Linked DNA regions of Mus musculus: region 2 is linked to region 1. The links are chromatin contacts, called in public HiChIP or PLAC-seq maps. All regions are on one chromosome and are shown on one strand. Each heading gives the region's core, a stretch centred on a gene start, on an enhancer-like site or on the middle of the called end of the contact. The rest is flanking DNA. Distances are from core to core; before and after follow the strand shown. Region 1 has its middle 28 kb from the start of Gm33973. Region 2 overlaps Dusp10 (dual specificity phosphatase 10).

Region 1 (6,829 bases), core at 2,314-4,813:
CCATCTGCCCGGCTAGTTCACATATGTACACAAAGTTGAAACCCAAGAGACTGGGTTATGATAGAAAAGGCCCCAAACCAAGGTCTATGGCCAACTTCCCATCTTCATGCTGGTTTCCGCACCCTGACAGCCTCCTGGGCATTGTGATGACTGCAGGGCTTCGTGTGTGAACAAGAACAGTCAACAGCAAGCTGCTTTGAAGCTCTGACTTGAAGAGCAGAGCCCCTATCCCTGAGAGATATCCCTGTCACTGGCTGGGATTATTCCCTGAGGGCTATCCCCATCACTGCCTGGGATGACTCCCTGAGGGCTATCCCCATCACTGCCTGGGATGACTCCCTGAGGGCTATCCCCATCACTGCCTGGGATGACTCCCTGAGGGCTATCCCCATCACTGCCTGGGATGACTCCCTGAGAGATATCCCCATCACTGCCTGGGATGACTCCCTGAGGGCTATCCCCATCACTGCCTGGGATGACTCCCTGAGGGCTATCCCCATCACTGCCTGGGATGACTCCCTGAGAGATATCCCCATCACTGCCTGGGATGACTCCCTGAGGGCTATCCCCATCACTGCTTGGGATGACTCCCTGAGGGCTATCCCCATCACTGGCTGGGATTACTTCTCTGTGTTCTCTGCTCACCTCTGGCTTTGTCCACAAAGGAAACCAAAGCTAGGGTTTGAGAAAGAACTTGCTCCATGCCTCTACTGTCCAGGTGAAGACCTTCACTTCCCACATAAACAGCCACGCAAAACCTCTTGCTTTGGTGGGGATGGGGAGGAGCCAGGGTTTTGTTGTTTGTTTGTTTGTTTGTTTGTTTTTAATGTTGCTGAAACATGCTTTGAGGTTCAACAAAATAATCTCTTAGTGGGAAAAGACAAGACTCTCATAAGACGAAGTGAATGGACATCTGTAAAATGTGCTTGGGATTTAAAGAGCCAAGCTGTGGTGTGTAACACATGTGTAGCATCATCCCATCATGTGTGCACACACCCATTCACTTCCAAACAGAGTTAAGTTTGTCAACAGACGCGGGGAGTTATAATTCCACACTGGTGCTATTGATGAATCTGCTTAGTGCTGATTCTAATGGCTTCCTCCCAAATATCTCACAAAGACATCTCGCTAATGTGAGAACAGCAAGCTGCTTCCTTGGTGCAGTATACAAGATGCCATTCCATTCAGAAGCCCTGGGAGGAATGCAGAGGTCACTGGCCATGCCATACCTCAGAGCACAGTGGACTCCACTCATGGCACATGGGAAAGCTAACACATTGGGGACACTTTGAGAGCCACTTGCTTCTTCAGAGCACCTTATTTTTATGAAGAAAGAAAGGGACTCTGAACTGTCAATCAGGAAACTTTAGGGATGCATTCCTCCTGTCTGATCCTGGTGTGCTAATTTTCACAGAAAGTCAAGGTTGGTGAGAAAAAGCCCCACTTGGGGCAATCAGGACACCCGACTTGGAGCACGAGAAAGCTGGATTTCTTCAGTTATCATCATCCCCGACCAAGAGAAGCAACCACAGAACTCAGCGGCATAGCTGCAGCTGTTGATATATTCAAAGGCTTTTAAAATTGATTTTCTTTAGCAAATGAGTAAGTAAATTGTTCATACAACCATATTGTCATTAATTGAACATCCACTAGCCAGCCCTTGTCGTAGACAGGGAATAGAGGTGACATTAGAGGTGTTCACAGTGAGAGGAGTGGAAACCAAAGGGCCTACAAAAGAAGCTGTGTTCAGCAAGTTTACAACACGGCCACTAAGTAATCAGAGTTATATTAAGGACGGCCTTTGTTTCTTCTTCATCTCTAAGGGGGAAAAAAAACTAAAGCTTTCTTTACTGAAGAGCAGAGTTTCTCTCAACATCAGCACCACTGACAGTTTGAGTCCTGACGTTCTTCTCTGGGGGATGCTCTTGGGCATTGGGGGATATTTAGCTGTGCTATCAGCCTTTTCTCTCTCTCAGGCACACCCATCGCACTGCCCATGCACTGTATGTATCTCAGGATAGCTATGGATGAGCTCCAAAGCTTGGACACTCAATGCCAGTGGTATCCTCACCATTGTCCTTTGCAGTCATGGCTGAATGTCTCCAGAAGACAACACCTCCCCTGGTTGAAGACTACTGCCATAAAGTATCTTTTGTGTATACATTAAGGATAATTTTAACAGTAGAGACAAAATTCACAGGGATAGACTCATAGCACAACTGTGAAAGTTTGCAGTTAGGTGACAGGATTTGTTTTCCAATAAATCAATATTGTGACAACCTCATGTGTGCTTATAGATAAGGCTGTTAGGCCCTCACCTATGATGATCTGGTCAAGGTACCACCTAAAGGCAGGAAGATGGAAGAAAAGACATCTTCACACTCTCCTAGCTCCAGAAACTTGTGACTGATAAGTGGAAGGTGAGAGTAGCCTTCCTGGTTAAGTAACATGACTAGTGTTTCTATTCCTTACAGAGTTCCAAAGAAAAAAGAAAAACCAAGAGAGAGTGTGTGGAAAATAGAGAGTCAGGAGACAGAGAAGAACTAGGGAATGGAGTCAAGAGAGGAGGGAGATACAGGCAGAGAGATAGAAGACAGAGAGAAGCAGAGGGAGAGGGAGAAAGCAAGGGAGGGAGAAGGAAAGAGCCAGGGAGCCAATCCTAGGATGCAGCTTATGTAGAAGGAGCCAGAAGAAATGTGATGGGGAGGCTGGCAGGTGCACAAGAGGTGGACCATTGTCCAAAGCTCTGGACAAGCTCATGCTATTGCTCCATCAAATACTGCTCAAGTACCAGAGGTCACAGGCTAGAATGGGTCTCCTCTGTACTTTGCAGAGCTCAGGCTAAATGTCCAGTGCTCCTCCTTTGTGTGAGTTTGGCATGATCTACAGGACAAAGGTCTAAGTCTCTTCTTTCTCTCCACCAGCACATTTCAAAGTAAACCTAAGCCACCTGCTTCTGCCCTGTCCACTCTACAGCCGCAGCATCGTTGAAGGAGATTCAGTTACCACCCAGAAAACTGCATGAACATCTGATGTGCCTCTTCAACGAGTTCAGGTCTTCCGTGGGGTTATTTTGTGAGCTGGATTTGTTTTAAACAATAAAAGTCTGGTTTCTCTTGGGAAAGGGAATTGAAGTGATTCTAGATAATGAGCCAAAGAGATTCCAAGCCTGGCAGAGGCCTCAATTATCTGATGAACATCTCACATGAAGGAAATTGGGTGGAACAGATCTGACATTTGAGGACAGTGTTCAGCAATGTGTCCCTATCATCCCACTGGGTAACACAGATGGAATGAAGACAATGTGTTCTGCATTCATCTTTCTGATCGATTTGTCTCTTTGATGGCAGAGGAGGCAACTACTGAAACCATAACTGGTTTTTATTCAAAATAAAAAGCAGGTGGAGAAGGAAGGAAGCAGCAGATAGATAGCCTATGAAAACAGAGTTTGTCAAACTGAGATGAAGCTGGGTAAAGAGCTGTTTCCCCACTAGACCCCGGGACAGCAGCTGCCCATCTCGTTCACTACCCTGGCCTGTTCCATTTTGTTAGCTTGGCATATAATTCGTGTCCCGGAGTAAACATTCAAAAGGGATTCTTGCAGCTGGGGAGATGACTCTACAGCTTAGAGAGCTTGCTGAACAAGCGTGAGGACCTGAGTTTGAATCCCCAGCACCCATGTTAAAACCTAGGTGTGGCCTCACATCCCTGTATCCCAGAGCTGTGGGGAAAGACAAGATCACTGCGTCTTGCTGGCTGCCATCCTAGCTCCACTAAAGTAAGATACCTGTCTCCAAGGGCTGAGAGTGATGGAGGATGACACTTGGATCTCCTCTGGCATCCATGCATTTGTAGATGTGCACACTCAAACACATGCACAGACTTCACACACATACACACAAAAACATGAGGACAGGATCTCATGTGCTCCAGTGTATCTTCAAGCTCTTTGTGTACACAAAGATAACTCTGGGCTCCTGATCCTCCTGCCTCTGCCTAAAAGCTGCGATGAAGGTATAAACCAGCAGGCTCATCTGCCATATTTAAAGTTAATTTCCCAAAATTTAAAATAACTGTAAATGTCTTTCTGGTTCAATGGCCTATAGTAGTAACAAATTAAGAAAAGAGAAATAGCCTGTAAGATGCATTTGCCCAGAAGAAACGGAGTCCGCCTAACAAGGTCTTTAACCTCAAAACAATCACCAATTACTGTGAATGCTGCTGGAGAGTGATGCCAAGGTTGATTCGCAAGCATCAACACAATGGAAACAGGTAGAGCTACATGCATAGAACCTTGCATGTGTCGAACACAAATAGTATTGATACGTGAAGAAATTACTAGACAGCCAATTTCTAGGAGTCATACAACAAATGTCCATTCTGATTATTTAAGTTTTAATTGCTAAATATTCCGAATGCAAAGGCCAGCAAGCTAACTCAGAGGGTGAAGGTGCTTGCAACCAAGACTGAGGGCTAAATTCAATCCCAGGGAGAGTCACATGGTGTGGGAGGAGAGAACCAACACTTGTAACTTGTCCTCTGATTGCTACATGCATGCTTACACACACACACACACACACACACACACACACACACATGAATATATTATATATGGTGATTATATAATATATAGTTATTGTATATATCAAATAATCACTATATATATTTTAATATTAACCATCTAAACTATTGTTGAGATTAATGTCAATGGGGAAGACAACAACTAAAATAAATTAATTGAACTGTGATTTAAAAAAAAAACAAAAAAACAAAAATCCTGAAACTTCTATAGGTGTAATTAAGTAGGAAAAAGAGAAAAAGAAAAAAAAGTCCTCAGAGGGGGATCCAGGTGGAGATGCTGAACAAGGTGGCCTCCTGGAAGGAGAGAGATATCCAGCAGCACAAAGCCCCCCAAGTAGGATGCAGGCTCAGCACACTTAAGGATGAGAGAGAGACTAGTGGGCAGACTAAGCAAAGGGAAAGATGGAAGGCATGAAGCCCAGAACATCTCCCATGAGGGTATGAATAGACAGTGGGGACAGGGCAGACCTCTAACTCTGAAAACAAATGAAAAGCCACCGCAGCAGGAGTTTGCAGCAGGAGTCAGCAATGCGGATGCTGTACTCCACACCAGCCCCCTTGTTGCTTTTCTAAGTTACCCAGGCTGGCCTCGAACTCACTCTGCAGCCCAGATAGGCCTCAAGCTCCCTAACAGCTAGGATGGCAGGCCTGCAGCAGCCTGAACTGTGTCTCTAAAGGGGCATTTCGGGTGACAGGTTGCAAAGGAGATCTACAGGGCAAGAGGAAGTGATCCAACAGAAGACAACTGACTCTCCCTTCCCAGAAGCCACTATAATTGGTAAGTATCAATATTGACTGGGACTGGTAAGCCCCCCCCCCCCGCCATGCTTCAGTGATGATTGGCCTGATCATGTGCAGATTTTGTGAGATCATGAGAACAGCGGCACTATCAGGTCCAGAAGAAAATTATTTTGCCTTGGTCACCCTGAGCCTCTGGCTCTTACAATCTGACCCTTTCCTCCACCATGATGGTCTCTGAGCCTTTCAGAGAGAGTGTGATATAGTGACCCATTTGGGGCTGAGCATCCCAAAGACATTTATTCTCCACACCTGTGATGAGAGAAGTAGTATTGTGCTTGGGTCCAACAGAGGAAGGAGGAAAGAAAATGTTGAAAAGGGAACTGGAGAAGTACCGCCCTCAGCCTGCAAGCAGAAACAGGAGTTAGTGAGCGTCAGGTGGGAGCATACAACACTGGGAAGATGCAAAAGCCAGAGTCCCACCGCTGACAAGCTCATGGAACATGGAGGGGAAGGGCTCCAGCATTCTCTTCTGACTTCTTTGACTTCTTAGTAACACTGGATTCAAGGTCAGCAGGTGAGAATGGGGCTGAGGTAGAGCTGTGAGATTTGAAATGCTGAAACAACTACCCAGGAATGTAAGAGAGTGGATGAATAAGGGAAATGGACCAAGATAATGACCCTGGGCAACATTAAGTTCTCATTTCGAGTACATAGTCATGAATATAAAGTCAAACCAGGCATCAAGAGTGTGATTTTCCCTGGTTGCATTCATCTGTATAGGCATTTGCACAGGACAGGTGGAGATGTAGCCAAGGTGGTGTTGTCAGTAAGGGCTATAGGAACAGGGTCACTTTAGATGGGTCACATAGGTATACCCATGGGATTCAGCTGGCATGGAGTAAAGGGCAGGTGTCAGAAGGACAAGTAGAATCCGTTCATTGCTAGAATTCAAGATTCTCAACTGGAAAAGACAAAGAGACTGGGTGACACCAGCAAGAATTGTGATGCACAAAACAGGCTGTGGATCCAAGATGCAAGTGTCTAAAGGGGTGGTAAAGGACTTGGAGAGGAACAGTAGAATGGAAACCAATTATTATTCTAGGACCATGGTTTAGAAATTACAGACAGGGAGGTTTCAGGATTAGCATCTGTGAAAGGACAGATGGAACAGTGGTATCTGCCCATGTCATCAGATCTCTAGAGCTGTCCTAGCAGAGCTGGCATAACCCCCAACTGTGAGTGACAGATAAAAGGCTCCCAGAGTAAACGGACTGTGCTGAAAGCTGTGTAGCACAAAGCTTCCCTCATTGTCTCACTGTAAACGTCCTAAAAGGAGGTGCACAATAATGTGGTGGTATTTGCTCAAGAAGTTCCCCTCCCTGGTCCAGGTTCCCTCCATCTTCTGGATGAGAGGAGCCCAGACGTCCTGTAAGCATCACTTAAGCCATTCTCAAAAATAGCCTCTTCCCAGGACCCTCTCCACACGATGTAGGGTGAGGGTGGATTA
Region 2 (6,174 bases), core at 1,358-3,857, 470 kb before region 1:
ACTTAATGAAAACACCATAGAAACTCAAAAGAACAAGGTTTGGTGAGTTTCCAGATGGCTGGGCCATGTGGAAGTGACTGGAGGGATAGCATGCCTACATATGACACAAGACCTGCACATCGTCTTACATGGCTCTGCTGTCTGCCTGTTCATGTGCACGCTTTATAATATCCTTTATATTAAGCAAATTCACTAAATGTTTCTCCAATTTCTGTGAGCTGTCATGGCAAATTAATCAAATCTAGAGAATGAGTTCTAGAACTTTTATTGCCAGCTAGTTGGTCAGAAGTGCAGTGACACCCTGGGACTTGCAACCAGTACCAGGAGTTGGGAGTTCTGCTGCATTTGAGCCTTTGGCCTGGGAGAATCTTACATGATTTCCAAGTGAAATGTTAGGACATGCTGCTGCTGTCAGCTGAGGAACTATTCAAGGAGTAGAAGAAACCTCCACAGGATTATTCTATATGGGGAGGGTGCAGGAATCTGTTTCCGTTCCCATTACAAAGTAATTGAGGCGGGATACAAAGACAGATTTGTTTACTTCCTAGTTTCAGAGACTAAAGCTCTTACAGTATGGTGCTAACTTTGGTGAAGGTCACCTTGGCTGTGTCACATCATGACAGGTGGCATCACAGCTGGGATGGGAAATAGGGGGGACAGAAAACCAGGGTAACAGCTGGGCTGGACTACCCACTTCTTTTCTCATCATTTTTTTTTTAAATAACAACTCTGCTGTCAGGTTTCCACAAAACCAGTCTCATGCTCTACCAGGGACAGTGACAAGTTGACCTCCTATGAGGTATCAAACTTTGCAGTATCACCATGTCGGGAAAACATCGTTTCCAAAACATAGACACTTGAGGGCCACATTCCATCCTATCCTAACCATTGCAGAGCAGACAGCACGCAGGGCTCAGTGACTGTGGTCTCCCAGAAGGGCTCTTCCTGATATTATGAGTATTCTCTCAGCTAACTCCTTGACCACATATCAGAACATCTGCCACTATCCGAAATCATCAATGTCATCCTTAGTTTTTTATTATTGCTAAAAAATGGAGTCCAGAGGATGTGGAAAAAGAGGAACACTCCTCCATTGTTGGTGGGATTGCAAGCTTGTACAACCACTCTGGAAATCAGTCTGACGGTTCCTCAGAAAATTGGACATAGTACTACCAGAGGATCCCGCAATACCTCTTCTGGGCATATATCCAGAAGATGTTCCAACCAGTAAGAAGGACACATGCTCCACTATGTTCATAGCAGCCTTATTTATAATAGCCAGAAGCTGGAAAGAACCCAGATGCCCCTCAACAGAGGAATGGATACAGAAGATGTGGTACATTTACACAATGGAGTACTACTCAGCTATTAAAAAGAATGAATTTATGAAATTCCTAGCCAAATGGATGGACCTGGAGGGCATCATCCTGAGTGAGGTAACCCAATCACAAAGGAACTCACACAATATGTACTCACTGATAAGTGGATATTAGCCCAGAAACTTAGGATACCCAAGATATAAGATACAATTTGCTAAACGCATGAAACTCAAGAAGAACGAAGACCACTTTGCCCCTCCTTAGAAATGGGAACAAAACACCCATGGAAGGAGTTACAGAGACAAAGTATGGAGCTGTGACAAAAGGATGGACCATATCCAGGGATCCATTCCATAATCAGCTTCCAAACGCTGACACCATTGCATACACTAGCAAGATTTTGCTGAAAGGACCTAGATATAGCTGACTCTTGTGAGACTATGCCGGGGCCTAGCAAACACAGAAGTGGATGCTCACAGTCAGCTATTGGATGGATCACAGGGCCCCCAATGGAGCTAGAGAAAGTACCCAAGGAGCTAAAGGGATCTGCAACCCTATAGGTGGAACAACATTATGAACTACCCAGTACCCCAGAGCTCTTGACTCTAGCTGCATATGTATCAAAAGATGGCCTAGTCGGCCATCACTGGAAAGAGAGGCCCATTGGACTTGCAAACTTTATATGCCCCAGGACAGGGGAACGCCAGGGTCAAAAAGTGGGAGTGGGTGGTTAAGGGAGGGGGGGGAGGGTATGGGGGATTTTGGGGATAGCATTGGAAATGTAAATGAGGAAAACACCTAATAAAAAATATTAAAAAAAAAAAAAAGTGGAGCCCAGGAAAGCAAAGGTGCTATTAGGTGGCAAGGCATGTCTGCTCAGGGAAATGGTGGCAGGCTGCCCTGCGCCTCTGCGGTACAGGCTCCGGAAGGTTGTTTGGCATCTTTAGATCCTAGTTTACTTCTGGGTAAAGTAGAGCATCAATGGGCAGCAGAGTTGATACAATAATTAAATGAACCACTACTAAATGAGTTATTCAGAGAAATTGTATTCATTCAGGCTGTACCGTCTGCTCTGAATAGCAAGTGCTCGTTAAATATTTTTAGATGAGATGAACATCAGAATGAGCCAGAAAGAGCCATTAATTATGTGTTGTTCCGCATTATGGTAGGGATTTGGGAGATTAAAAATAGTCCCCAAAGATAAATCTAATTGGAGAGAAAAAGAAGGGATGAGGACGAGGAAACATTAGAAAAAACTGTAGCGAAGTATCAATGCCAGAATGTTCTGAGAACACTGGGAGACTCGCCTGGATGACACCACGGGTCACAGCTCATGGAAGCTGGTGCAGGGAAGATGAACTCTGCTGGTACCAGGCTGAGGAAGAGGCAAAGAACAGTTGCTGGACCTTACATGTGACAAATAGGCCCATAGGTGAGGTTGAGAATAAGATCTGTCACATTTGGCGGCCTCTAGCCTGTCCCTCCTCTCACATGCTCCCATCTCTGTACTTCCCTTATGAGCAATGTTGACAGAAGTGAATGAAAAAGAGTTGTGAGGAAAAATGGTCAAGAGGGACACCCAGGCGGAGAGAGGTCTGGAAACAGGCCCTGCCTGAATTCAGGTCAGCATGCATTCAAGAAGTGCTCACAGTGGGATAGAGAGCTCTGTCCCAGGCATATGCCTAAGAAAGGTCTGGTTTGGCCCTTAGACCTGGCAGCAGCCCTTCCATCTAAATAGGATCAACAATCACAGATACTTTGGACAGGGTCTTCACTGACCCAGTGGCTCTGTTTCTCCCACAATACCAGCTCTACAATCAGGCATTCTCGAGTCCCTCTTATTTGTCTTATTAACTCTGAACTGGCAGGCTAGTTATTTACATTTCAGGTCACTTAAACTCACATTATCAAAGAAGTGGAGAGACAGCTCAATGGGTAAAATGCTTACTCAGTGGGTAAGTATGAGAGTGTGAGTTCAGATCCAATGCCCACAGAAGAATCCAGCCATCCTTGGGAGGCAGAAACAGGAGAATCCAAGGGGCTCGCTGGATATATACCAGGTAAGCACAGGAACACACACACACACACACACACACACACACACACACAGCCAAGAGCAGGCATGTACAAGTGGACATATATAGACACACACATACACACAAAAATAAAAGTAAATAAGACACCGGGATTATCCCCTAATAGTTTTGACTTAAATGGCGAGAGTTTCCTCTCTCCTGAAGGGGATTCTTACATCCTTCGCTCTCTCACAGGGCTGTAGCACATACTTATGTCTTGAAAGGTGTACTCTGAACCCTGTAGTCCACAGGCAAACATTTGGAAGTACCTCAGGGGAAGGGAGCACCCAACTCTAGGGCAGTCAGTTCTAAGCATCTGTTCTATCTCTTTTAGAAACTGAGGCTGACATTCCATCCTCACCCTTACTGAGGGGGCAGGGAGCTGCTTGACACCCTCAGTGAAAGCTACTGTCAGTTATTTGGCTGGACTATCGCCACCATTAAACTTCTAATAAGCAAGCCTGCGTTGGTGACAGAGTGCAGAGAGCCCAGGGCCAGACCAGGTTAAACAGATTTCAGGAGATTTCACAACTCTTCATACTCTTTGCTTCATTCCCGTTTCTTGTAGAACCCCTCCCACCAAGTAATGACAGTTTTCTTTTCTTAGAAACCCATTTTCCAGGGTGGCCCTATCACGTGCCTTGAGGAGTCAAACTTTCTAGGAGCTTGGTGACCTAAGAAGGCTTTGCTGGACTGGACTAGTCTGAGCAAAGCTAAAAACTAATGGCCTTGGAGGTGGGGGTGGGGGTGGGGGGACCTTGTCTATTTTAAGCCAGGAAGGAGAAAGCAAAACAAAATAGACCAAAAATAACCATACAAGACCATGGCTAAAATATCCAAACAGGGGTGTCCACAGAAAAGGCGCTGTTGGATATGACACCATATTTTTGAAACAAAGTGAGACACGCCACAAGTATGAATCCTAACAATGCAAATGACCAAGTAATGCAAATCCCTTACTTAGGGTTTTCCCACACAGTGCTTTCCTTACTGGAACAAAATCTCAACATCAATATTCAAGAATTTCTTGTAAGAAAGAGGCCAGCATGCTGGGCCACCACACCCCTCAGGTGACACCTAGGAGTTGAAATAGAGGGGGCCTCCAAAGGTGGGAAGGTCTTGGGCCTAGAAATATCACAGGTCTTCCTGCTGACCTGGAAGCCTTGCAGTCTAAAGCAGTCTTCCCAAGACCACATCATTTTGTAAGACTAGAGTGAAGGCTGCCTCTTGTCTCCAAGGAAATGGGGTTAGGGAAACAAGTCTTGCTATCTTACCAAGTGCTACGGTGTTCTCTCACCACCAGGGCCTTCAAGCAGACACTGGGTGCTTTCATCTCAGAATACTGCAATGCAGCTCTGACACAGCTCTGACAGCGACTCCAAGATTGACTCTTACAGAAAGCCACCACAATCCCCAACAGCGTTGGCCTCACTGCCAGTTGTAAGTGTGGTGTCTCTCAGGCCTCTGACACCTCTGACTAAATTGTCACTAGTTCTTTGCTTCCCCATAATACCCGGGGTTCAAGAATCCACTAGGATGATTCGCTGAACTCAGGAAAGCACTTTTGTTTGTGCTAATTAATGGCTTCACTATAAAGGATGCAAGCCAGGGCCAGCAAAATGAAAGCTGCACAACGTAGGCCCTAGTATTCCACACCGTGCACTTCTCTGTTCAGTCGTGTGAAATGAAGACACTCTATTTACCCTGCTGGCATGTCCCTGTGTGCAAGGAGGATGCCTGCCTGAGCTTCGAGGGCCAGGCTTCTGTGTTCTTCAGGATCATGTTTCACTAGGTGCAACTGGACTTGATTCATCATCAGCCCCGTGTCTGAACTTAATCCTCAGTCCAGCTTGCCTCTTCTGCGGAGGCTGGCTACATTCCAAGCTTCCGGGCCAGTCACAGGGCTGGCCCTTCTGATAGATGACCAGCTTGTCCCCTGAGTCATCTCATTAACATAAACTCAGGTGTGAGCCAAGGGGCTCTGCAGGAGCAGCTCAGGCACTCTTATCTCTCTGTAGATTCCAGAGGGTGAGAGATCATCTCCCACAACTCAGGGACAGAGGGCAGAAAAAAAAATCAATTTACAAGTCCATAGCCATAAATGTTGTGGACCTGGGAGTCAGCCTAGACTTCAGGCGACTTCGGTGTGACTCCAAGTGATTCTGTGAACCACTCTCAGCCTCTATTTTCTCATCTTAGAAAGAAATGATAACTTATCATTATACAAAGATTGGCCTCACTGGATAGAAATGTCAGCAGGATACTACATGGCAAGACTATTTTTTCTAGTCACTACCCTGAAATGTAAAGGGAAACAGGCCAAAATTAACACTAATAACATATTTGACCAAATTATGGTTTCAACATGCAGCTGAGTCTTTCACACTGCAACCCAAGAAGGGTTTCTGAAATCTGATAAGTATGATTCAGAGCTGCTTCAACTAGCTCTAGCGACCAGAATCAGGCAGGGCATAGCTACCAGGAGACAACAGCTCAGGTAAAGGTGATGTCCCCATTCAAGGAGTCCCTGCTGAGTGCCAAAGTCATTACTATCTGGCCATGTTAACAGAAAGGAGCATGTGTTTGTATGTGCAAGCATGTGTTCACATGGACAGAGTTAGCAACCAGTAACAGAAAATGATGGTTCTACAAGCTGCATTGCACCAGAAAGTGAGCTGTCTCCCCATAGATGAAATAGCCACTTTTCTCCAGAAAAGAACACTCCACCCCATTATCTGACAAGAGTTCTGTTCCCAAGTTTGTACATCACATCAGCACAC

What was found. HiChIP or PLAC-seq counts read pairs in DNA pulled down with a chosen protein or histone mark.
Region 2: a contact with region 1 is called in an H3K27ac HiChIP or PLAC-seq map of VIP interneurons, with 4 times the contacts expected there. The contact joins two enhancer-like sites. A contact is called at or near these places in 3 of 115 datasets of contacts at active chromatin or transcription factors (VIP interneurons, astrocytes and embryonic stem cells) and 2 of 9 other capture datasets (embryonic tail and embryonic trunk).

Annotation. Positions count from the first base shown.
Region 1 is chr1:183,578,100-183,584,928 of GRCm38.p6, reverse strand. No RefSeq gene overlaps it. Among named protein-coding and RNA genes, the nearest start is that of Gm33973, 28 kb to the right of the region's middle. Within about 2 kb of position 3,563, at least 1 of the 459 cell types and tissues checked has an H3K27ac peak or open chromatin away from gene starts, as enhancers often do. A contact at or near this core is called in VIP interneurons, where this site is marked.
Region 2 is chr1:184,051,079-184,057,252 of GRCm38.p6, reverse strand. The region is part of intron 2 of Dusp10 (dual specificity phosphatase 10); the gene reads right to left. Among named protein-coding and RNA genes, the nearest start is that of Dusp10, 20 kb to the right of the region's middle. Within about 2 kb of position 2,607, at least 17 of the 459 cell types and tissues checked have an H3K27ac peak or open chromatin away from gene starts, as enhancers often do. A contact at or near this core is called in VIP interneurons, where this site is marked.